Linked DNA regions of Sus scrofa: all the other regions are linked to region 2. Evidence: chromatin contacts called from public HiChIP or PLAC-seq and promoter capture Hi-C data. All regions are on one chromosome and are shown on one strand. The core of a region is the stretch at or near the end of the contact, and the rest is flanking DNA. Distances in the headings are between cores, read along the strand shown. Region 1 holds the start of MED4 (mediator of RNA polymerase II transcription subunit 4). Region 2 holds the start of FNDC3A (fibronectin type-III domain-containing protein 3A). Region 3 holds the start of ITM2B (integral membrane protein 2B).

Region 1 (3,705 bases), core at 336-2,835, 790 kb before region 2:
ACATTTACACAGAGGAAACATTAAGATTGCTGTCTTATGCCCATGAGTTCCTTGTTCACTGTACTGACGCCAAAATTCCACGTGTCCTTTTTGTCACTACAAGGTATTTCAATCTAATAGCCTAAACAGTGAATTAAACACATAAGCTATTTAACTTCCGGTGTCTATGTGTTTTTACATTTTTAGCATCAGGTTACTTAGTATATTAAAACATCATTTGGTATCACATTGACCAAGGAATCTGGTAAGTAATGCTTGCCATGTATGGCAAGGCCTGAACTCACAGCAAAGATAAAAATGTAATTATTAGTAGATCAGATAATACAATTACAGACATACCTCAGAGATACTTCAGGTTCAGTTTTCCACATCAATGCAATGATGTGACTACCACAATAAAGTGACTCAGTTTTTGGTTTTTCAGTGCATATAAAAGTTATGTTTACACTATACCGTAGTCTATTAAGTGTGCCATGGCATTATGTCTAAAAAACAATTATACATTAAAGAAAACAGCATTAATTTAAAAATAATGCTGACGGAAAAATGGTACCAACAGACCTGATTGACACATGGTTGTCACAAACCTTCAATTTGTAAAAAATGCAATATGTGCAAAGTGCAATAAAGTGTAACAAGGTGTGCCTGTATATAGTAAGATTTAGAATGTTGATTACAGAAAAAGGGACACTTGAACAGGATTCTGGAGGATAAATGAATCAGGTTGGAGGTGGAGTGGAAACGCACTGAAGAAAAGGAAGCTGGGAAGCAGTTCACCGAGGCTGGAATAAAGGATATTACTGGAGGGCTGAGAAGTGCAGCGACAACAGGATGGATTAACAGGATGAATGCCCTTGCTGGACATTCTAAGCTAAAGAGTCTGAATTAACTTCCTCTAGAGAGTGCATTCGTTTCTCCAGGGAGCCTGCCCTGACGACAAGGGGGACAGACGCCTAGCGCCCCTGCTGCAGCAGCCTCCAATCCAAACAGGCTCCGCGCCACAGTTACTGTTTACACGTCTGTCTACCCCGGACACTGGGCTCGTCTACGTCAGTATCTAGTCTCCCTCAGGACCGTCTCCCAGCGCGGGACCGGCGGGAGGAGCTCCTTACATGTCTGTCGAAGGCCGGTGGACGAAGCGACTCTCCCGGCGACCTCTAAGGTCCCTACGATTCTGAGAGTCTGGGGTTCCAGAGTCACTGGCAGTATTAAAATGTCCTCTATGGGGGTGGGGCGGGAATGCCGGCGAGTCCCCGAGGGTTGCGGGCCTACGTCCACGACCCTCGCGCACTGCCTCCGAAGCGCGCGCCGCAGTCCCGGAGTGCGGCCCTCCCCGCCGAGACCCAGGAACCAGCCTGAGTCAATGCTCCCGGCCCAGCTCCAGCCAGGCCCCCAGGCGACGGCCTCACCTGGACAAGACCTCTAGGTCTTCCAGCGCAGAAAGCAGCCGCTCGCGAGTGCTGTTGCCGCTCGCCGCTCCCAAACCGCCGCCGCCCGACCGCTCCTTCTCCTTCTCGCCGCTCGAAGACGCCGCCATCCTCCCGACACACTAACAGCCGGCGCGTGCGCAGCTGCGCTCTAAGGAAGAGTGTCGGTCCGCGGGCGGAAGGAAGGGTCACAGAGGCGAGGTAGAGAGCCTGGGCCAGAGCGCCCCCTGCGCGCCTGGAGGTGTCTTGCAGGCGCCGGCGCCATCTGCTGGGCTAGTGAGGGCTTCTTGGGTCCAACCCGCGAGCGAGGGCCAAACCCAGAACTGGGGGCCCAACGCGGTCAGGTTTCCAGCACCTTAGCTTATTCAAGCAGCTGCTCAGTGGAGTTTGTTTGTTTGTTTTTTCCTTTTTTTTGGCCGCCTCGCGGGCATACGGAGTTCCTGGGCCAAGGATCAAATCCCAGATACATTTGTGACCTACCAATCGCTGGATCCTTTAACCCACTGTGCCAGCTGGGGATCAAACCCGCGTCCCAGTGCTGCAGAGATGCCCCTAATAGTGTTGGGCTGTGCCACAGTGGGAACTCCTGCTCAAGGGCATTTGTGGGAATTACATAATGGCCTGCATCTTGTGTCAGTGTCTTTGAGCAATGGGCCGGGGACCTACCGGATTTATCGCTGTTTAGTCTGCGTTCCCATAATGCTATTTCCACCCTCTGTTCGGGCTCTCAGGGAGGCTGTGAGCTCTTTAGGACAGGAAATGTAATCCTTATTTTCTTTAATTTTTTTTTTCTGTGGTCACATGCATTCAGCATAAAATTACTGTGTTAATGGTGTGTAAGTGTACAATTCACTGGAATTAGGTATATTCATATTGTTGTGCTACCAACACCAGCATCCTCTGGCCTTTCTGTAGTCACACCCCTTCATTCATTCGGCTCCAGTCATTCTGGTTCTCAAGCACCAGGACGCTCCTGCCTTAGGGCATTGGCACTGCTGTTCTCCCTGCCTTCATGGGTTGCCCCCCAGAAAGTCACAAGGCCATCTGCTCTTGGGACACAAACTGCACTTTCTTCGGGACCCCCACCCTGGCCACCTTGTTTACAACTGCCGTCTCACCTCCACCTTCCGCCACCTTTACCCAGCTCTTCATTTTTTCCTACAGCATTTGTCATCTTCTAACATTTCACCTAAGTCAGTTGATGTGTGCTCTGCTAATTGTCTCCTCCACTAGGATATAAACTCCATGAGGGCAGAGTCTCTTGGAACTTCTCAAAGACCTAGCCCCAGTCTCAGAATACTGTCTGAAACACGGTGAGTCCCAATAACTATTATTGGATTTGTTGTTGACAGAGGTGCTGAAATCATCAGAAACTGAAAACAAACTGTAGTTATCTATAGTTTTGCCTCTAATTGGTAAAATCTTATTTTCAATGATTTCTGTCCATAGTCTCCTGAAGATTCTTTTTTTTTTTTTTCTTTGCTTTTTAGGGCCGCACCCATGGCATATGGAGGCTCCCAGGCTAGGGGTCCAATTGGTAACTGCCAGCCTATACCACATCAGATTCGAGCTGCGTCTGCCACCTACACATCATCTCACGACAACACCAGATTCTTAACCCACTGAGCAAGGCCAGGGATCAAACCTGCAACCTCATGGTTCCTAGTTGGATTCATTTCTGCTGCACCATGACAGGAACTCCCTCCCAAAGATTCTTAAAAGCAACTTCAAATATTTATGGCATCTTCAACCAAAAAATGGAATATTCAGGAGTTCCCATGGTGGCTCAGTGGTTGACGAATCCGACTAGGAACCATGAGGTTGCGGGTTCGATCCCTGGCCTCGCTCAGTGGGTTAAGGATCTGGCATTGCCATGAGCTGTGGTGTAGGTGGCAGATGCGGTTTGGATCCCACGTTGCTGTGGCTCTGGCATAGGCTGGCGGCTACAGCTCCGATTCGACCCCGAGCCTGGGAACCTCCATATGCCGCGGGAGCGGCCCAAGAAAAATGGCAAAAAGAAAAAAAAAAAAAAAAAAAAAAAAAGGAATATTCAGCAGTGCAGTAGTGGGCATTGGCCCTGGTACCTTATAACTCAAGAAACACTATTTTTCATTTTTTAATTTTATGGCCACACTGACGGCACATGGAAGTTCCCAGGCCAGGCACTGAACCTGAGCAGCAACTGAGATCTACCCCACAGCTGCAGCAACGCTCGATCCTTTAACCTACTGCACAGGGCTAGGGATTGTTTAACCTGTGCCTCCACATGACGTGAGCT
Region 2 (3,937 bases), core at 107-2,606:
AGGAAATAAGTGGTTAAAGTGTTGGGTATTATCAAGAGCTCAAGAAAAGTAAGGATTGAAAAGAACCCTTATTTTATTGGTAAGAAAAATGAAGCTCTGAGAAGTGACTTGTTCAAAGTCAATGTAAATTCTTGTCCCTCTTTGGATTCCCAGAGAATTCATACTGGTGCCCTTGTGAAGGTTATTTATGTGTGTGATTCATTCTCTCCACAGAACATAAATTCCCCAGTTCTTGCTTGACTCAACCTTACAGTATTGCACATTGTTGACTAATCTAGGTCTACTTCAATGATATTCTTGAATTGTCTTAGTCTCTTTCAAAAAAGCTGTTTTTTTCTTGTTGTGCTTATATGTATAAGCCCAAAATATAATTTTTTTAGAAAAATGCCATTTCTTAGTCCTACTTATCCCCAAAGGAATCAAAATCTTGAGGGCTGGATTGCAAGATTCTATCTTTATTAAAAGCAGCCAAGTCAGAAATTTTGAAAATGATCAGCTCAGGGTCAAGTTTGGAAACCAATAGCTTAATCTCTAACCAAAGAGAGCTGGGGCAGCAATATGGAAAAGCCACCCAACTCACCCACATTCTGATAAATCTTCATATTTTAAAACAGTATATGGTTATGCTTCAATTACTCAGGGATCAGCTTTCCAGGAATTTTGTCTGGAAGAGGGCCAGATCTGGAAGTTAAGAAAAGGAAACACCTCTGCAAGGAAAAGAACTTTTGAAAGTGAACAGCAAAGAAAATATCTCTAGGTACCACTTGGTATATAGAATCACCATCCTATTTACTCTTGGGAAGAAAAGAAATCTCTCATTGGCTGGCTGTGGATATAAACATCTGATCAATTATCACCCAGAGCCATAGAGAAAAGCAGTCAAGAAAGGAGAAAAGAGTAAAAAACAAACAGTAAAGTTGAAAGGATGAGAGGAAGGTTATGAGTGGATCAAGAGGCAATTGAGATGAGAAGCAGCGACAGATATTAGAAAAGGTGATGAGAACATTCCAAAGAGAAAAAAGAGATTACCTAAGTAAAGATCTCGATACCTCCGCAATCCCTTGGGACTTAAACATAGGGCCAAGGTATCGCGTTTGACCGTTTGACCGTCACTCATCAACAAAGGATTTCATTAACCATTGTATTTCTTAAGATAAGGAATATGCGCATTTTAAAAGGATTTCTGTGAAAAGGTGAAAATAAAAGCACTGCTGTTTTTAAAGGCAGCGCAATTAATGAACTGAAATAAAGCCAGAGCAAGGAGCCTGGTTACATCGGTCAATTGTTTTTGAAGGGACAGTTCCTGAAGTTGGACTCTCGATCCCAAGGCCTATCCCCATCCCAAGTCCTCCAAGTGGAAACCGCAAAAGGAAGCAGCCCTGACCAGCCCTCAGACATTATTGCAGCGCCCCCAGTTGCTGGAGGTGCAAGGAAATCTCGGCTGCGTTCACTTGTTAATCTTCGGGCTGTTGTACAAACGAAGGTAATGGGTTTCCGCGCGATTTGAGTGGGGACGAGACCGAGAAATTAACCCTCACTTTTTCAACTGAAGTAAATTTCTAAACATTTCCTCTGGCTGCGGAGATCTCGGGCTCTAAGTGTTTGGGATTGAAAACATCCAAGCCCACTTCGGTTGGCTTCCTGTTCCTTGGGGGAGTGTCTTTAAAAGCACCTGCCGGCGTTAAGTTTTGTGCTTTCGGAAAGAGGCTGACCCGGCGCGCCTCAGGGTGAGCTTTTTATAATTGTGACTGAGAATTGTGTGAGTGGTCCCCAGAACATCAATTAACTCATTTCCCCAGTGTCGCTCCCAGCCTGGCCGCGGCGGAGACTACGACGACCCGGGCGCTGCCGGGCCTCTGGAGAGAGCCCGGAGCCCCGGGAGCGCGGTGGGCGCTGCGGCAGCAGTGAGGGGTACGCGGTCGTCCCGCACCCGCGGCTCCGCGGCGTCCTCGCGCTCCCGGGAGAGACCCGCGGGGCGGCCGGCCTGAGGCGGGCACCGGGGGGACCCGGCCGGCTGGAGGCGCCGTCGGCGGGACTCGCGCAGCCGCACTCGGCGCGCAGACTCCGGGCTCCTCCTCCCGGCTCCGTAGTAAGCATGGCGGCGGCGGCGTTCGTGGTCCCTCGGGTGAAACAGAAAGCGGGAGCTACGCGGAGAGGGAGCGAAGAGCGGGGCTGAGGCGGCGCCGTCACTGCCGGGAAACCACCCCAACAGTCAGTGCGCCGGCGGCCGCGGCGGCGCCGAGAGCTGGCTCTGCTGCTGAGGTAGAGCGAGAACGATCAGGAACCCGAAGAAGAGGCGCCGGGGTAGCCGCCTTCCTCCGCCTCAGAGCGGCTGGACTCGGAGGTGAGAGCGCGGGCGCTCCCTTCGGGAAAGGCGGGGGAGACCACGCCGTCCCGGCTCCGGTCCGGGTCCGGGTTCCGTCCCGCCCCGGAGCAGGCACCTGGGAAACCGTTAGGCTGGATCTGAGCGGCCGGGACGCCGAGCGGGGCTCGGGCCCGTCGAGGGGCCCGGCCCACCCCGTCCTGTGGGCGCGCGCTGGGCCGACGGGAGTGGGCCGCGGGCGAGACTCGTCCGCTCGTGGGGCACCTGCCGGGTCCGAGTCTCGCCGGGAGGCGCTCGCGGGGGCGCGGCTGCGGCCCGGCCACCAGCCCGAGGAGGCGGCGCAGGGGCGCGGGCGGCCCTCCCTCGGCCCTCCCTCCGCCCCCCTGGCCCCCTGGCCCGCGGCCCGCGGCGAGCTGCGCCGCTGCGGGCGGCGCGGGGGTCGAGTGCGGAGCCCTCCCGGGAGGATCGCCGAGAGGCCGCCGCGCTTCGGCTTTGGCTGCGCGGCAGCCGCCGAACTTGAACGCTCCTCCGAAGAGTTTCCCCCGCTCCCGTTGGGGTTAAAACCTCGAAACCCGCCCCTGTGTGTTTGATCTTGTTTGGCTGGTGCCAGTACCTGGCTGTTCCTCCAGCCGGCGGAGTTAGCCACCTGTTCAGCCGGGGGTGGACTCCTGGCCGCAGTCCTCGCCCTGTTTAACAACCTGGATCTTTGAACTTTTGACACGGCTGTGGAAGGACGTCATGCGTTAGGTAAAGGAAAATGAACACATAATTTAGCCATAAAATCGCGGGCAGAACGACGGCGGTTTTAATTAATGTAGTCGTTAATCGTTCTTTTATTTACTGTTAGCGTTAGAAGCCTTGAGGATTTGTGTGTGTGTGTGTGTGTGTGTGTGTGTGTATGTGTGTGTGTGTGGGAGGAGGAGGTATAATGGTTACTGGGGTGCTAAGAATCGAAAATCCGAGATTTTCTTTTGTGAAATTTCATGCAAGTTCCTTTGGACACCTTTGTGTCTAAGCATCTATTAACTAAGAATACCAGGCTGACAGAATTTTTTTTTAACTGTATTATCCTCACGTATGTGTAGACTGTGGACTTTTAAAACAGCAGCATAGTTATTTTGCTTCTTGTGGTCTGTGTTTTTAGTTCTTGAAAGCAAAGTTGATCTGTTTTTTCTGTATTATAAGAATGAAATAACAAAAGTTGAACTGTTACTATAATATTTTATCACCATGATATTAGCAGCACTAGTGCTAAACATATGCCACCCAGGAGTTGGAGCCATATGTTAGGAAGAAACTAATTGAGTTTTGTGGCTGTGATCTTGTATTTGGCTAAATATTTAGTTTTTGTTTATTTGCTAAATCTGTAATTCTTGCCATCGCCTAAGTTTTGTTTAAATCATCCAAAAATAGTCCAGAGCATTGAGTCCTCTGCCTTTTTGATATTTTCTGTTTGAATTGATTTTTCTCAAGTAATGAGATAAAGTGCCCCCTGAGACAGATGGTGGACTTAAAAGCAGTGATGAGAAGGATTTTTAACACATCTTTTATAATATAGAAACTAAAATTTTGCTTTCAGCTTTTAGCTCCTTCATTTTTGCCATCACTACTTAT
Region 3 (4,003 bases), core at 441-2,940, 620 kb before region 2:
ATCAAACCCTAAACGTCATGGTTCCTAGTCGGATTCGTTAACCACTGAGCCACAACGGGAACTCCCCTCCAGATCTTGCTTCAAGAATTTCTTGGTCTTCAACTGGAATGTCTCAGGAAATCTATGAGACTATGCCAGTTCACAGAATCAACCCCACAGAGTTGATCTCTGGATAAGGGAGGCCCAGAGCGTCTAAATAAGTGGCTGCAAGTCATACGGCTCTTTAGGGTCAGAACTCAGCAGGACTGGAACCTAAATCTTACTATTTGCAATTGAACATTTAATTCATTTTCACTCAAATTTTGGAATGCCTACCGCAGACTCAAGGTTTGGGCTGGGTTACTATGATCTGAGATTCTGGGAACTTGGAATGTTTTGCAGGGAATGGTGATCTGATTCTATGCAGAGACTAAGAGACCTAACCCCCTCCTTGAGCAGAGCCAAATCCCCCAGAACCTCAGACTCAGTCTACTTTTTTCATGGTTGACTCAGGGAAGAGCTGACGCAGCTGAAACATTCTAGGGTACACCCACATCCAGGGTTGAACCAGGACAGAGGCGGGTGGAAAAAGGGTACAAGATCAACCATTTATCCAAAGAGCCATCTGTTGACACAGTCATTAACCCAGTAACAGTGCGAGCCAGAATCCTCTCTCCAATTAGTTGCAAACGAAATCTCTTCCAAACATAACTCTGCATTATCCATAAGATTTTTTAAATTTTGCAGAAAGCTACAAAAGACTCATCATCAAATATGAATCACAAATCAGCCTTGTGTGCATGTGGGTTTTGTCCAAGTCGACACAAGTAGGGAACATTTTGTTTCCGAAATCTGAGATGTATGAAACACAAATCTGCCAAGAGTCTTCCTCCGAACTGCTCTGGGACTAGGCAGGGCAGCCACTGACCTTGCGAGGGCGGGGGGCGAGGGGTGAGGGGCGGGGGTGAGGTGGGGTGGAGGGTGGAGAAGAAAAGGCAAGTCTGAGTAGAGTAACGCCCTTGGGTGAGGTCCGGGAAGATAAAGTAGTCAGATCACTTGGATAGAGCGAATTCAACATTTCTTTGCTCCACTGAGCCGGTTCCATAATAAAGTGAGAAAATGGAGGTGTAAACGCCCCCAAATTCCACGGCCTTTCGATTCCTGGTTGACACCAGGCAGGGAATGGTGGGCTGCTGCTGCCAGAGGTTAATCCATTGTCCGCGGCGCACCCAGGAAAGTTCACCTGCTTTTGCTCCAAAGCTGCAACCTTGTGCTCAGTGGCAAACTGATTGGAAACGAATTCAGAACTGCAAAACTCACGCCCGCACGCAGAAGGACCCCTTCCTTCCCAGCCGGATCCCTCCTTCCACCCAGGGTCAGACTCCCCAACACATCTGCACGTCGGGTCGGCCTGCTCGACCCCGCCCGGCCCGCCTCCGACCCCGCCCCCTGTGCCCCCCTCCCGGTTTGCCCGCCTCTGGCCCCGCCTTCGGGGGAGGGGGGCCGAGCGAGCCGTCGCCGCCCTCGCCTGGGAGCTGCGAGGCTTCAGTAACCCTGCAGCAGTAGCCACCTCTGTCGCTGCGGAGCTGCTTGTCTCCGGTTGCTGCTGAGCCGCGTTCGGAGCCCTGCCGAGGAGGCTGCAGCCGTAGCAGGAGCCCGCAGCCCGCGCCCGAGCCCGCAGCCGCCGCCGAGGGCGCCCCAGGCCGCGCCATGGTGAAGGTGACGTTCAACTCGGCTCTGGCCCAGAAGGAGGCCAAGAAGGACGAGCCCAAGAGCGGAGAGGAGGCGCTCATCATCCCCCCCGACACCGTCGCGGTGGACTGCAAGGTCCGAGGGCCAGGGCTCGGGGGAGAGGGCGCTGGGCCCGCGGGGAGAGCTGGTGGGGCCGGGGCGGCTCTGCGCCCGAGGAGGCGCGGGACAGGCTCCCCGAGAGGGCCGACCTCTCCTTTTTCGCAGGCTGCTCCCCTTTCTTGTCCGGCGCAGCTTCTTTGTGAGAAAGTGCGTGTGCAGAAAGCGGAGCCGGGAGCGGGGGCTTGGGGGAGGCCTGGAGCGAGGAGGCCCGTTGGAGAACTGTGCCGAGTGCACGGTCGTTGGTGCAGTCGGGGAATGTGCGTGGGGCCGGGACTGGGTTCGGTGGACCTGGAGCCCAGCGACGACATGCAAAACAACAAAAACAACAACAGAGTTTGGCACTTCCTCCCAGTATAAATAATGTGTCTAAAATGGCTGACATCATAACAAGCCTAAACCTCTCTTGCTTCTTACTTTCGTTTCCAGGCTAAACAGCCCTTGGACTAAGTCTGGCTCCTGTAAGCCTCTTAATTTTAAAAGCCTTTTCTTCTTCACCTTCTCATTTCCCACGGCCTTTCGGTACTGGCAGACGAAGTTCACGGTGGGGTCCGGAGACGGGGCAAGGGAGCGGGTGAGGGGAGAAAGCAAGGTGACGGTCTGCTCAGTTGGTTCTGGCTGTTAATTTATAATTAAAGCACATATGCCCGGTGAAGATCAGTAATTACCATGTGGATGTTAGTGCAAAACCGACAATTAATTTTAAATTATATCAGTATCTTTACGAGAACCCCTTACGCTAAGTGAAACTAAACGTTAAGAAACTTGTCCTATGTCCCTTTTTAAATGGTCCTTAATTTTAGAAAAATCTCTCTTTTAGCCCTAAGCAAAAATGACGAAAGGAACCGTAATTGTGCTAAGTTTTAGTGCTTACAATATCATTTGAGACATGATGGTAATTGTCGCAGAAGTTAAATAGGAAAGCCTCACAGCCTCTTTCTACCAGATCTTTTAGGCTGCTAAAATTTAATCCTAGAGAAATTAATTGTAGAAGTTATTTAGGTTGCATCGTTTATTTCTGAATTTTTCGTTAGCATTTTTCCAGACCTGTTATAAGTAGGGTGTTTTAACTAAGTTAAAACTGAGTTTTACCTTTAAAAAAATAGTTTGTGCAGGTATGAGTAATAAGCATTTTTTATATGGTCTGATGAAAATTACTGCTATTCAAAGGAAAACACACTGTAAGAAAGTGTGTGAAAAATAACATGTTGGTTTGGACGTGCCTGTACTCATTTTTTGGAAATATTCTAGTTAAAAACACAAACACGAGGAGTTGAGTTTTAAATGACTGCCTTGCCCTGAAATAGGAAGTGGACTGATTCCCTAAAAGGATTAAGAGTTTTGGTATTGGTATTGTTTTCCTGAATCCATTGCAAATAGTCCTGGTCTTAAGAGAAAATGTTTGGAATCCACAGAGGATAATTCCTGCAGCAAATTATTATCTTAGCTCTATGTTTATCTAACATTCATTGTACCTAAAATAGATAGGTGGTCAAGTGCCTGGTCATAACAGACTGAAATACTTATATATATAGAGATTAGGTAGATTTTAATCCTTTGTCCATCTTTTCAAAAATCCTATAAACATATATAACTCCTCCCATTTAAAAAATAGAGAAAGCATCGGATGGTGTTACTTCAGAAAGCTTTTCCCTGTCCTGTAGTGAAGGAGATTTGACACTCTGAACTGAAATCAGAGTTAATTTACTGGACAGCTTTAAATGTGACTTTTCACATTTTCTATCATTTCTGAAATGGGGACTGCACATTTTCAAAATTTCTCAAAGTTCCACCGTATCCAAATATTATGGTCAGAGCAGCAGTAAGAGTAACCATTCATAGCTCCGTGCTTTGTTTTCCCAGATCTCCATATCCAAATTAAAATATTGGAATTAAGCTGTGAGAGCCCGAGTCTTCCTTCCTTTATAACCACATAGCAGTCGTGGATGGATTTGGCAGATAATGCAATGACGAAATCTTTTTCTAGCTATACGCTCAAAGATTTCTTCAGTGAGTGACAAAATAGTGCTCTGCATTAAAAGTGGAATCCTTATAATCAGTATCTTAACAGTAAATGAAGACCTTAATAACAGACGGTCATGAAAGAATTTGCCATCTCTTCATCTGAGATCCTGGGCCGTGATTACATAATGTTCTCTGGTTCTTTGGGGTGACG

What was found. Promoter capture Hi-C pulls out the DNA fragments that hold promoters and counts their contacts. HiChIP or PLAC-seq counts read pairs in DNA pulled down with a chosen protein or histone mark.
Region 1: a promoter capture Hi-C map of liver shows a contact between it and region 2, with 5 times the contacts expected there. The contact joins the promoter of MED4 here to the promoter of FNDC3A in region 2. A contact is called at or near these places in 2 of 5 promoter capture datasets (fetal liver and liver) and 1 of 2 datasets of contacts at active chromatin or transcription factors (alveolar macrophages).
Region 3: an H3K27ac HiChIP or PLAC-seq map of alveolar macrophages shows a contact between it and region 2. The contact joins the promoter of ITM2B here to the promoter of FNDC3A in region 2. A contact is called at or near these places in 1 of 5 promoter capture datasets (liver) and 1 of 2 datasets of contacts at active chromatin or transcription factors (alveolar macrophages).

What each region holds. Positions count from the first base shown.
Region 1 is chr11:19,549,738-19,553,442 of Sscrofa11.1, reverse strand. It overlaps MED4 (mediator of RNA polymerase II transcription subunit 4), which reads right to left and starts at 1,585. Exons shown (of 7, transcript XM_013978727.2): 1 at 1,410-1,585. The coding sequence starts at 1,537. LOC110255811 (a long non-coding RNA gene) reads right to left here. Exons shown (of 3, transcript XR_002336671.1): 3 at 3,477-3,705.
Region 2 is chr11:18,755,161-18,759,097 of Sscrofa11.1, reverse strand. It overlaps FNDC3A (fibronectin type-III domain-containing protein 3A), which reads left to right and starts at 1,356. Exons shown (of 26, transcript XM_021065328.1): 1 at 1,356-1,483.
Region 3 is chr11:19,375,386-19,379,388 of Sscrofa11.1, reverse strand. ITM2B (integral membrane protein 2B) reads left to right here and starts at 1,690. Exons shown (of 6, transcript NM_001042375.1): 1 at 1,690-1,806. The coding sequence starts at 1,690.